Linked DNA regions of Mus musculus: region 1 is linked to region 2. The links are chromatin contacts, called in public ChIA-PET maps. All regions are on one chromosome and are shown on one strand. The core of a region is the stretch at or near the end of the contact, and the rest is flanking DNA. Distances in the headings are between cores, read along the strand shown. Region 1 has its middle 20 kb from the start of A330009N23Rik. Region 2 has its middle 11 kb from the start of Gm35569.

What was found. ChIA-PET counts read pairs in DNA pulled down with a chosen protein or histone mark.
Region 1: a contact with region 2 is called in an RNA polymerase II ChIA-PET map of memory CD8 T cells, with 5 read pairs. The contact joins two enhancer-like sites. A contact is called at or near these places in 1 of 15 datasets of contacts at CTCF or cohesin (embryonic stem cells), 2 of 484 Hi-C or Micro-C datasets (the G1E-ER4 cell line and embryonic stem cells) and 2 of 115 datasets of contacts at active chromatin or transcription factors (embryonic stem cells and memory CD8 T cells).

Annotation. Positions count from the first base shown.
Region 1 is chr15:101,242,353-101,248,907 of GRCm38.p6, forward strand. No RefSeq gene overlaps it. Among named protein-coding and RNA genes, the nearest start is that of A330009N23Rik, 20 kb to the left of the region's middle. Within about 2 kb of position 4,164, at least 406 of the 459 cell types and tissues checked have an H3K27ac peak or open chromatin away from gene starts, as enhancers often do. A contact at or near this core is called in memory CD8 T cells, where this site is marked.
Region 2 is chr15:100,841,623-100,847,714 of GRCm38.p6, forward strand. No RefSeq gene overlaps it. Among named protein-coding and RNA genes, the nearest start is that of Gm35569, 11 kb to the left of the region's middle. Within about 2 kb of position 3,834, at least 79 of the 459 cell types and tissues checked have an H3K27ac peak or open chromatin away from gene starts, as enhancers often do. A contact at or near this core is called in memory CD8 T cells, where this site is marked.

The DNA.
Region 1 (6,555 bases), core at 2,914-5,413, 400 kb after region 2:
GGGATTGGAAATTCAAGACTTGCCTGGGCTACAGGGTGAGTTCTATACTGGTCTCCAGATCTTGTATAAACTCTGTTTCAAAGTGAAAAATAAAAAGACTGTGGCTAACGCTTAGTGGTAGAGTGTTGGCCTACAATGTGAGAGGCCCAGGTTCCATTCCCAAAGCCACAGAAAATAAATGAATAAAGGCTGGGGAACAGGGGAGCCTGCAGGGCCCTCTCCCACCTCCCGCACCCTCTCACTCCCGCGCAGTACTCTGCACCTTCCTCGGCAGTTTATGGGTCCTGGATTTTCCGAGTACAGCTCAAGGCCCAGAGGACAGGGGCCCCAAAGGTAACCCAGGTTCTCTAAGGGGAACCACCACGCTGCCTGCACAGGGAAGGACTTAGTCTCCTCTGGCACCCTCTGCCTGCCTGACTCTCCTCTGTGGGGCCTGTCAGCAGTAACCAGAGCTGGCTCGGTGGCTGAGAGCAGTAGGAACACCCGTTTCTTGGCAACCGGGGACAGCATACAAGATCCAGTTAATCACCTGTGCCAGCAGGTCAGTCCTCCCACAGCCTCCAGAGCGGCCCCTGATGGCCAGAGGCATGAATCGTTTCTACCCCAGCACACCTAAGGTTCTAGCGGGAGCTAGAGGCTCTTTTCCCTTGTTTCCTGTTTCCTCAATAAACAAACAAACAAACAAACAAATAAATAAATAAATAAATAAATAAATAAAATATATAATTGGTGCTTATTTTGTATGATATATAAAATATAATTAATATATAATATACAAAATATATTGTGTGATATATGTGTGTGGATACACACACACACACACACACACACACACACACACATATATATGTATGTATTCCATCTGTGTATGTGTGTATGTGTGCTGAGCCTTGCATACCAATGTGTTTATATGTTTTGTTCTTCAAGACAGGGTTTCTCTGTGTTACCCTGGCTGTCCTGGAACTCTGTTGACCAGGTTGACCTCAAACTCACAAAGATCTGCCTATTTCTGCCTCCTGCGTGCCGGGGATTAAAGGCATGTCCCACCACCATTGGGGCTTTCTTTCAAGTTTTAATTTGTGTGTGTGTGTGTGTGTGTGTGTGTGTGTGTGTGTGTGTTTGCCTGAGGTGGTGGGTAGTTTTTAATGTCAATTTGACACAGGCTAGCATCATTTTGGAAGGAGGAACCTCAACTGAGAAAATGCCCCCACCAGATTGGTCTATATGCTTGTGGTCTGTCTCTGTCTTCTTAATTAGGGATTGATGTGGGAGGCCAGGGTTTTGTGGGTAATATTATCCTTGGGCTGGTGGTCCTGGGTGTTATAAAAAAGCATGCAGAGCAAGCCATGAGGAGCAGCCAGTAAGCAGAACTTCTTCATGGCGTCCTCATCAGTGTTTTATCACAGCAAGAGAAACTCCAAGACAGTTTGAATGTGTGGGCATGCAACGTATGCAGAGGCTAGGATTTGAAACTAGTAGCCAGCTCTTATGACTGAGCCATCCCTCCAGCCAGCCAGAGCTCTTGCTTTTTTGATTCTTTTTAAAAGATTTTATTTTATATCTATGACTACACTGTCACTGTCTTCAGACACACCAGAAGAGGGCATCATATCTCATTACTGGTGGTTGTGAGCCACCATGTGGCTGCTGGGAATTGAACTCAGGACCTCTGGAAGAACAGTCAGCACTCTTAACCACTGAGCCATCTCTCCAGCCCAAGGTTTTGTTTTTATAACATGTTGAAATCCATTACGCAAAATTACAATTATTTATTTATTTTTTGGCCCCAACTCTGTAGTAAGATGTGGAAGTCAGAAGAAACCACTTCAGCTTCCTCTCTGGGAGGCAACAGCAGCCACAGTGTGCCTGTGAGGCCACAGGGCCCCAGATGGGAACTCTGTCTTGTTTCTTCTCAGCATGTGACAGCTTCTTGGGGTCACAGTTTCCTAAATACCAAAGCAGTGCTTACCTTACAGGGCCGGTGAAAGAAGAGACAAAGCTAAGGAAAGCTTAAGCACAGAGCCTGGCCCAAGGCCCTGCACGATGGATGCAGCAGGGTCTCCTCTCTGGCAGGTCCTCCACCACACCCCTCTCTAGCCACGTATTTTAGTCTGCTGCTTTAAGGAGCCATGCTCTGGCCCAGATCTGACTTTCCCATGTACCATTTCTTCTGTTTGGAATCTCTCCCCTCTGTTTAAAAACTGCTTCATGCTGGACATGGTAGTGCACACCTTTAATCCTAGCACCCAGGAGGCAGAGGGAGGCAGATCTCTGTGAATTTGAGGCTAGTCTGGTCTACAGAGTGAGTTCCAAGACAGCCAGGGCTACATAGCGATATTCTGTTTCAAAAACAAAAGCAAAACACTGTTTCATTAGCGGGACACTGTTGTATCCCTCTCTAAATTACAACCTCCAGTTAAATGTACATGGATCCATAGAGAGCCCAGGCATAGCAAAAGCATACAGGGAACTGAGCTCACTTTCATCTTGAATGGGGCATTCATTCCACATGGAGTTCCCGGTCCTTCAGACTCACATTGACATGTAAGCTGGACTTCTCTGGGCCTCCTTTGCATAAAGCAGATTATGGGCATCTCTGCTCCCCACTTTCCTGAGATACGTCTCTACACCTCTATACTCCACTGAGTGATCTTTCTTATGCATCTTGGATACTCCAGGACTCCCCAGAATGCCAGCATCCAAGGAATTCAAGTTCTTTGTGCAGAACGCTTATAATCTTCACATATAAGTTGCACATATTATTCACTATAATTACTTATTTAAGTTTTAAGATAGTCTTACTTTGCCGGTGGTGGTGACACACGCCTTTAATCCCAGCACTCGGGATGCAGAGGTAGGTGGATTTCTGAGTTCGAGGCCAGCCTGGTCTACAAAGTGAGTTCCAGGACAGCCAGGGCTACACAGAGAAACCCTGCCTCAAAAAAATTAAAAAAAAAAAGAAAAAGTCTTACTTTATAGCTCAGGCTGGCCTCAAATTCAAGATTCTCTTAATCCTAGCCTCTTGAGTGCTGGGATTATAAATACAAGACACCATACCTGGCTCTGCTCTACACTGTAAAGCTCTGCACTAGGGATAGTGTTTAGTGTGGTGAATGTTATGTGTGTTATTATAACGCTGAATTATTTAGGCAATAGTGACAAGAACAAAACCTAGATAAGTCCAGTGCAGATGTAGTTTTGTCTTGTTTTCCTGAAACATTAGAACCCACCCCTGAAAATGACATTTATTTCTGGAGAAGCCTGGTCAAGACACCAAAAGCTCCCTGAGCTCTGACTACCTCCTGGGTAGCTTGGTTCTCCCTGGCACCTTCTCCTGGGGTTTGACCTGAGCCATCTGGGAAGCATGGTTCAGCAACCTCTCTATCTTTTTTTTTTTTTTTCTTTCTCCCCTCCTACCTCCAAGTGGTCTTATTTTTTGTTATACTTTAAAAAACAAACAAACAAACAAACCCCAAACAAACAAATCCAAACCTTAAACATCTACTTATTTTATGTCTGTAAATTTTTGCCTCTGTGTATGTATGTGCACCCCGTGCATGCCGGGTACCCACTGAGGTTAGAAGAGGGCGTTGGAACCCCTAGACTGGAGTTAATGACGGTCGTGAGGACCCAAATCTGGGTCCTCTTAGAGCAGCTGGAGCTCTGGACAGCCGAACCATTTCTGCAGCCCTTCTGTTTTGCTTTTATTCGGGGCAGGGCTTCTTGTAGCTCAGGCTGGCCAACTCCCAAATGCTGAGATTACAGGCCTGGGCTACCACGCCCAGCAATTAACTTCATTTTTGCACCATTGCTTGTGTGGGTCTAACGGAAAAGGGCCTAAGAATTGAGGACATTCACCTTTAATCGCACTCCGTGCCCCTCGGGACTGTCTGGAACAGATTTGGATGCCAAGTCTCCAAGCCAGCCGCGCTACGAGTTTCCACACACCCCCACCCACCTCCTGCCTGGGCCAGGCCACCCCCACCCGGGCAATGACGTCTATTTGCATGCACCAGCGCCAAAGGAAGCGTTGGCTCAACGACGATTTGCATGCTCTCACGCTATTGGCTGCGAGGGCGGCGCCGCAGCCAATGGCTGCAGCGGTGTTTACAGCGCGGCTTGGGTGATGTAATGGAATCCTGGCTAGCCCGCCGAGCTCCCTGCGGACTGCGCGGTGACGTAGCGGCTTCCCCGACCGCACCCGGCGTGCAGGGCCTGGCGCGGGCAGTAGGGGCATGGCTCGCCCGAGGCTCGGTGCTGCCCCGCCGCCCGCCGCGTTCCTTCCGGCTTGGTGTTCCGGTGGCGGGACCAGGGAAGGGAAGCTCGGGCCAAATCCGGTCTCGGGCGAGGTGACAGAAATTTGGAATCTGACACCGGAGGATGGCTGAGCTCCGGCTCCTCTGGGAGTGCAATTACGGACTTCGCACTTTGTCAGCCACGCAGCTCTACAGCCTTTGCTGTTGTCTGCGGGTGTCTGTGTGTGTGTGGGGAGGGGGGGGGGCGGGGCGGTGAGAGTGATTTTGTAACTCTAAAGTTACAGAGGGTTTTGTTGTGTTTTTAATCAAGAGCCCTGGTTTTGATTTGTGGGTAATCTTTCTTTAAACCTCGCCCATTTCCGGCCTGGTGACCTGGGCCACTTTCTCATGTTGACCCAGATGATCCTCAGTAGCAAGAACAAAAGGACAACAGATGTGGAAACACTCAATGAAGCACAGGAAGGGAAGATGGCCTCTCCACCTCCAATCCAGTGGCCTTCTAGAACTCTGCAGTCCTTGCAATAGTCTTGGGTGACCCCATTTATTTTTTTTTATTTTTTGCCTTTGAGTGTATGCTTAAATGTGGGGAATGGCGGGGGGACCCCAGCCAAGTAGTTATTGATCCTGAGGCTGAGGAAGGGACCTATGAAGGGAATCCCCTTTGCAGTCCCAGGCAGGGGAGTCCCTCTGGGCCCAGTGGGTTAGTTAACCCCTCCACATCCTCTAACCCAGGCAGGGAGGATGTGAGGTAACATACTGGCTCCTCAACTATAAGCAGCTGAATCCAGGTCACCAAGTATGCTAGATGGCCTTGGGCCTTGTGGCTCAAGGTGGCTTACTGTTTTTCACCCTTGGGACTTCCATCTTGTCCCTGTCTCATACCCTTGAAATTCCGGACAGCCTAACCTCCATGGGGTGTTCTTTCCATTTCTAGGCCTTTTTCCACACTATACCCCACATTCTTTTTCTCTAGGGTGGCCCCTCTTCCCTCATATATCCTTCCTTACTCTTAATCTGTCTTGACTGTGTAGATATCCCCTCATAGTAAAACTAGCTGCTGGGCTTTTTGTCTCCGTGTCTTTTTTTTTTTTAAGACTTATTTATTTATTTATTTATTTTTTTGTATATGAGTACACTGTAGCTCTTTTCAGACACACCAGAAGGGGGCATCAGATCCCATTACAGATAGTTGTGAGCTACCATGTGGTTGCTGGGAATTAAACTCAGGACCTCAGGAAGAGCAGTCAGTGCTCTTAACCGCTGAGCCATCTCTCCAGCTCTTGTCTCCCTGTCTTAGGAACCCTCCAGGGTGTGGGCTAGTACCAATGAGGACTGCATCCCTAACTGCTCCTAGAAGCCCAGCCTTACAAAGGACTGAGTGGTTTACCTTCCCTCTCCACTCTCCTGTCTGCAGGAGGAACTGGGAAGTGGTCCTGGGATTTGGGCAGGGAGGAGGGGACACCGTGGTGAGTGCCTTCTGGGAATTAGAAAGCCAGGCTGTGGGGCTGCTTGGCCACTGACTAGCTGAGGAAGCCAGTTAAGGGAACCACAGTGGGGCTATTTATAGGAGATCTGTTGTGACACAGAGGTCGCCATGCCCTATCTGTGCAGCCCCCCCTCCCGCCAAAGCACAAGTAAACACCAGCTGGGCAAAGCCAGGCTAAGCATTTTTTGAAGGACAGCTCCAAGACAAGCATCCCAGCCCTGGCTCTCCCTCAGGTCCCCCTGAATAGAAAAGGCAGATCCACCACTGCCTGTCATTTTCCTGGTACATGCTCTATGTGTGTTATCAAAGACACTGTCTTCACAACGCTGCTGCTGTGTGAGACAAGTATGTTACCATGTGTGTGTCTCCAAGGAGGAAACGGGAGCTCAGAGTAGGCCAGTTTCTCTCCTGGAGTCCACAGCTGGGAAAGAGCCAGGAGAGGCAAGAATCCCTGGGTGGTCTGTCTGTCTGTGTCCAGGGTTCTTCCACAGCTGTTCAGATCACCCAGTCACCAGCATCCATTACATGCCACTTGGGCCTCAGGCCCCTCTTCCATCTCAGCCTGTCTCTTTAAGCTGTCCCAGTGTTAGCATGTCACATGTTGCTATCTTCTTTATTATAGAGTAGATAATTGAGGCAGGTTTGGCTGAGAGTATTTATAGAGAGAGACCTCTGTGAGTTGGAAGTCTCCATGGAAAAACTGCTAGCAGCATTTTTTTTTTTCGTTTTCCATTCCTGTCTAAATAAATGTATTTCTCCTACACAGGCAAATATTTTAGAATGTATTTTCAAAAAGACTGGTGGAAAAATAAA
Region 2 (6,092 bases), core at 2,584-5,083:
TATTTTAGCTTCAGTCACTGGGAGGTTTTTCAAGTTGGCCTCCATGTTTCTTTGACATTATTCGTCCACTTTGTGTTGATAGAATGAAATGCTCAAGGCAGGCTAACCTTATAAAGAGTAGAGGTTTGCAAGCAGGCAGAGGTGGAGGCCAACCGAGTTTCTTTTCCTTTTGCTGTGATCAAATGGCTTAACAGAAGCAACTTAGGAAGGAACAGCTTATTATGGCTCATGGGTCAGAGCTGTTCCATCTATCATGGCGCAGAAGCCTCAGCAGCTGGAGCCAATCACAGACCAGAATCACTGAGGCCCACGAGTGAAAACTGAGCTCAGCCCCGCCTCTACAGAGTCTGAGATGCCAACCTCGGCATGGTGCCATCTTCAGGGGACATGTCTTGCCACCTCATTAAAGCAATCCAGACACTCTCCCTCAGACAGGCCCAGAAGCCATGCCCCAGGGAATGCTAGGTCAGGTTGACAAGGACCATTGGGTTCCCTGGAGTAACAGACCGTATAGAGTTGATGTATACCAAAAGGGATGTATTAGATAGGCTAACAGTGTGGTCTGGACAGTCCAACAGTAGCAGTCTCAACAGAGAGCCCAGTAGCTGGTCAGTCCCCGAGGCTTGGGGACCTCAGCACCCCCAGTCTGGCTTAAGGGATTCCTGGAGAGCTGCTGGCCTTAAAGAAACTTGGGTTGTGACAGCAGGGATGGAATCCAGCGATAGCAGTGGTATCGAGGTGACAGCGGCAGAGGCAGCGGCAGCAGGATGAGCCTGTCTCACCAGCAAAGACAAGGGAAAAGAAGCAGAAGCCAAGCTTTCCGTGTCGGACCTCACTGAGTCTGACTGCCGGCAGAAGGTTGGTGTGGCTCCTCTCATTTTAAATAACCAGGGCAGGGGCTGGAGAGGTGGCTCAGTGGTTAAGAGCACTGACTGCTCTTCCAGAGGTCCTGAGTTCAATTCCCAGCAACCACATGGCGGTTCACAACCATCCTTAATGGACATCTGATGCCGTCTTCTGCTGTGTCTGAAGACAGTGACAGTGTACCCACATATGGCCGAAGTGGGGCCGAAGTGAGCAGGGCTGGAAAAAGAAATAATAACCAGGGCAGGAAAATCCCTATGGGCAGCCAACCGGCTTGCCTTTGAGTTGATCCCAGATCCAGTTAAGTTGGCAACTCACATTATCCATTATAGAGGCTGGAAATCCTAACAGCATGCCCCAGATTCCTAAGAGGGCTGGCTCCCCATTGGCTGTCACCGAATGACAGACAAAGGATATGACAGGGACCATGTCACCAGGAAGTCAGGGACCTGAGCAGAAGAGGATCAGCCTTTCATAACAACAGCCCTCTTGCAGACACCTCCAGCCACACTGGAAATGCTTTCATCCTTTCCAAGGGCTGCACCATCAGCCAACTCAAGGTCCAGTATTCCTGCCTGTGCATAGAGACCCTAATCCCTAACACACAAACATCTAAGTCATGGCACTTTTTTTTTTCTTTTAGTAATGAGGATTGAACCCAGGACCTCACACAAGCTGGGCAATTGTTCTATTACTGAGTCTCATCCTACCCTGTGTTTTAAGAAGCCCTTCCTTACTCTCTGCCACTACAGATCAATACCTTATTCATTTACCTGTGTGTGTGTGTATTTGTGTGTGCATGTGTATGAGTGTATGTATTTGTGTGTGTACATATATTTGTGTATGTGTGTATGTATTTGTGCATGTATATTTGTGTATATATATATTTGTGTGTGTATGTATATTTGTGTGTGTATTTGTATGTGTATGTATATTTGTGTATGTATTTGTGTGTGTATTTGTATGTATATGTATATTTGTGTATGTATTTGTGTGTGTATTTGTATGTGTATGTATATTTGTGTATGTATTTGTGTGTGTGCATTTGTGTGTGTGTATATGTGTGTGTTGTTTGTTTTTTTGAGCAGGGTGTTTCATTGGCCTGAGTCACAACATAGACCATGCTGGCTGGCCAGAGAGCTCCTGGGAGCCTGTATTCCCCTCCCCAGCACTGGGATGATAGCTTATCATTGTTCTATTGCTATGAAGAGACACCATGAGCAAGACAACTTTTATAAAGGAAGGCATTTAATTGGAGGTGTGTTTATAGTTTTAGACTATAGTTATAGTCCATTATCATGGTGGGAAGCGTGGTGGGATACAGGCAGGCATGGTGCTGAAGAAGTAGCTGAGAGCTACATCCTGATTGGCAGCAGCAGCAGCAGGTGCATGAGAGACAGAGACAGAGACAGACAGAGAGAGAGAAAGAGACAGAGAGAGAGACAGACAGAGACAGAGACAGAGACAGAGAGACAGAGAAAGACAGAAACAGAAACACACACACAGAGACACAGACAGAGAGAGACAGAGAGACAGAGACAGACAGAGACAGAGAGAGACAGAGACACACATAGACAGAGACAGAGTCAGAGAAAGAGAGAGACAGAAACACACACAGAGACAAAGAGACAGAGACATACAAAGAGAGAGACAGAAAGACACAGAGAGACACAGAGACAGAGATGGAGATAGATAGACAGAGAGACAGACAGACACAAACATAGAGACATAGACAGAGAGACAGAAACACAGACAGAGGCTGGACCTGATGTGTTCTCATGAAATCTCCAAATCCACTCCCAGTGTCATACCTACTCCAACAAGGCCACATCTCTAATCTTTCCCAGTTTACCAACAGATGACTTAAGCGTTCAAGTATATCAGTCTATGGGGCCATTCTCATTCAACTCACTACGGGTGGCGACCATAACCAGCATGTCTGTGGGGGTTGGAGCTATCACTCATGCTTGTGTGGCAAGCCCCTTACTGAGTCACCTCCCGGCTCTGGCAGGCTTTTTGAGTGTTTACTCCCGACTTCCCATCCTCCCGAAGTACAGCATATAGCTGTGGGTGAGGTCACAGGTAACCTTCCTTCCCCAGCCAATCAGCATCAAGGGTTGTCTGCTGACTAAGTTCTTGAGGACGCTTTCAGTTTATGTTGTCATCTACTTTGGACTTTTGGGACATACTACATAGCCCCTAGGCTGACTTTGAACTCATGACCCTTCTGCTTCCCAAGTGCTGGGGTTACAGATCCCCATAGCCTCTACACACAGAGATACGCACACATTTCCATCTTGGCCAAAGATTATAAGAAGAAATTCTGTGACCCACGCCAGCTTCTTGCTCATAGAGGAGTGGGCGATCGGGCCTCGATCCTCCTCCTTGCCTGCTGACTGGTGTGGAAGCCATAGCAGCCGTTTTCTATCAAAACTGCAGCAGAGACTGAAGACCCTGTTGAATGGAGGCTGCTGATAGCAGAGCCAGTACTGATTCTGGGGATAGGTCGCCATAGTATCCCGCGGGCAGTAGAATGAACAAACAAGACCCTTAGAGAGAAGACAGTTGGCATTCTGACCGTACACAGTGGGTAGGCGGCCAGCCACGGGCCCAGGCCGAGCAGGCCTAGCAGGAGGCACACGGCTGAGCAACAGCTGTGAGCATGTGTCAGCTCACCACAGACTTTGACTCCACTCACCCAGAGGGCATTTTTCCCGCTCTTGCTGCCCCTGACCTTCTGGCCCCCAGCCTTCCGGACCCTGCCTGGGAAGAGAAAGCCCAGTTTGTGTATCTTGACACTCAGTAGCAGCTCTGCCCCCCACCGCCCTGGCCCTGGTCGGGGGAATTCATACACAGCTTGGGAATAAGCTGCCCCAGCTGGGAAACTAGACCCCTGCCTGCTTTAGTGACAGTTGTCACAGAGAAACAGGATGTCTGAAACCACACCAAAGAATAGTGTGTTCTTCGGAGGCTGGCGTCTGACACTGTGAGGGAGGAAGTGAGCTCTCCGAGGGAGCACGGTGGCAGATGGGAGAGGTCAAGAGGCTGCTGCGGAAAAGAGAGAAGAGCAGGGCGCTCCCCCCATTTCCAAGAAGGTTTGCGCCCCCTCGCCCAAACCTCCCCCAAATATCTCTTTGGGGGTCTTTGAGTTCCCAGAGAGTGAATGTGGACAAAGTTAGTCCCAATCTCTCCCAGCAGGGAGTCCTGAGCACCCGCCAAGAACACAGTCTGTGCTGGCAGTTCGCGTTCACAGCTCAGGGCCTGTCTTGACTCCCAGGTCACAGAGGCAACAATATAGACCTGTTACTGTATCTACTGCCGCAACTGTGGCGTGATATGGCGCGGAGGGGGCTGGGGGTGGGGGCGGAGAGGGGGGCGCTGGGATTTTGAGGGGGAGATTCAGGACTGCTAATTCTACAGGGTGTATTGACTGAGTTCATAATTAAACATAATGCCGATTTTACATCAGTCATCAGGATTTGCTTTTGGGTTTTTTTTTTTTTTCTCACGTTGAGGTTTATAGTTCCCTCAGTTCTATCCACAGATGGTTGGTTCAGACTTCCATGTGTACTTCGACAATAGAAGACACAAAACACAACAGCTGTCCCAGACACATGCTTTCCAACATGGCTCTGCAGAGTGACTGAGGGGACCAGGGGCTCAGCCTCTGTCCTGACACAGCAGCTTTGGGCACTCGGCAGGTATCCAGGTCATGATGTGTCCCCTGGTAGGGCCACACTAAGAGTCCTGTTCCCCGTTGGCTTGCAGCTTGTGTTCACAGTTGACTCTGATTGGCAGTGCCCCCGGCTGATTATAATTCTTTACTTTTTGAGTATTTTTTCACACTACTTTTAAAGAAGCAAGTGTGTGTACAGATCAAAGGGCCCATTGCAGAGGTTGACTCTCTCCTACCCTATGGGTCCACATGTCATCCAGGGATCATCACGCTTGGAGACAAGTGCCTTGGACCTCTGAGCTGCCTCAGTGGCCACCTTTTAAGGTTTTGGACAACTTTGAAATAGCTCCAAATTCACAGAGAAATTGCAAAATAGTTGAGAGATCCCCGGCACAAGTGTGATGCGTATTTATCAAGTTTGAACATTTTGTTGTGTTTCGTTCTCTCTGGTCTCTTTTGTATGCAGATATAACTGTATATATTATATAGAGACTACTGAATTCACCAACGTTAAGAAGTGGGGACATATGTTTCCTTTCTCACTTTATAATAATCTCTCTCTCTCTCTCTCTTTCTCTCTCTCCCTCTCTCTCTCTCTCTGTGTGGTGTGTGTGTGTGTGTGTGTGTGTGTGTGTGTAGCCCAGGCTCTAACCTCAGACTTACTACATAGCTGGGGATAGCCTGGCCCTCCCGGTTCAACCTCTTAAGTGCAGGGATTAAAATGGAGGAAATTTAATAGCAACACGTGAATGGCTTTATGATTGCAAAAACAGTTGCTTTAAAATACTCATTCCTAAGAAAAAATATTAATTTCTTCTGTATTTATTTACCCAGTAATTACCTGATTGTTTATCTGCTTGCTTTATTATCATGGACTTTGGATTCTTGGTTTAGTCAATGGACTACACAATTCTCCTTAGTCATTAATTAAAACGTAATCAATAATTAATTTAGATATTTAAGTTTCCCATGACCCAGATTAATTAATTAATTAACTAGGGAAGGCCTAGTTCCTGGGTCGTGAGATCATCCCTTGTCATATTTTAAAGCATTTCTTCACTCTCTGGCTTCAGCAATTTTTTCAGGAGCCTAAAGAAACCACTCTCTGGATAGGTGTGGTAGCGCACACCTTTCATCTGAGCACTCTTGAGACAGAGGCAGGTGGATCTCTGTGAGTTTGAGGACGGCCTGGTCTGCATATGTGCAGTACCAGTAGAGGCCAGAAGATGGCACTAGATCCCCTGGAACCCGGATTACTGGCAGTTGTGAGCTGCCCTGTGGGTGCTGGGACCTGAACTGGGATCCTTTGCAGTGTCAGGAAGCACGCGTACGTTATGCTTCTTTCAATCAATTCCTCTTTCCCTTTTCTTTTCCCTGTAATCACCCTGGGACAAACAGATGGTTTCTTCTCCCAGGACCTGGCTGGCTGCATGTTTGTGTTAGTACATTCCTATCTCTTGTATGCAGCTAGTTTTGGGCTTGCTTGAAGAAAGGACTCTTTTAGACTGGCATAATACTTGGTTGTATCTCCTTTGGCAAAGTCAGTGATTCC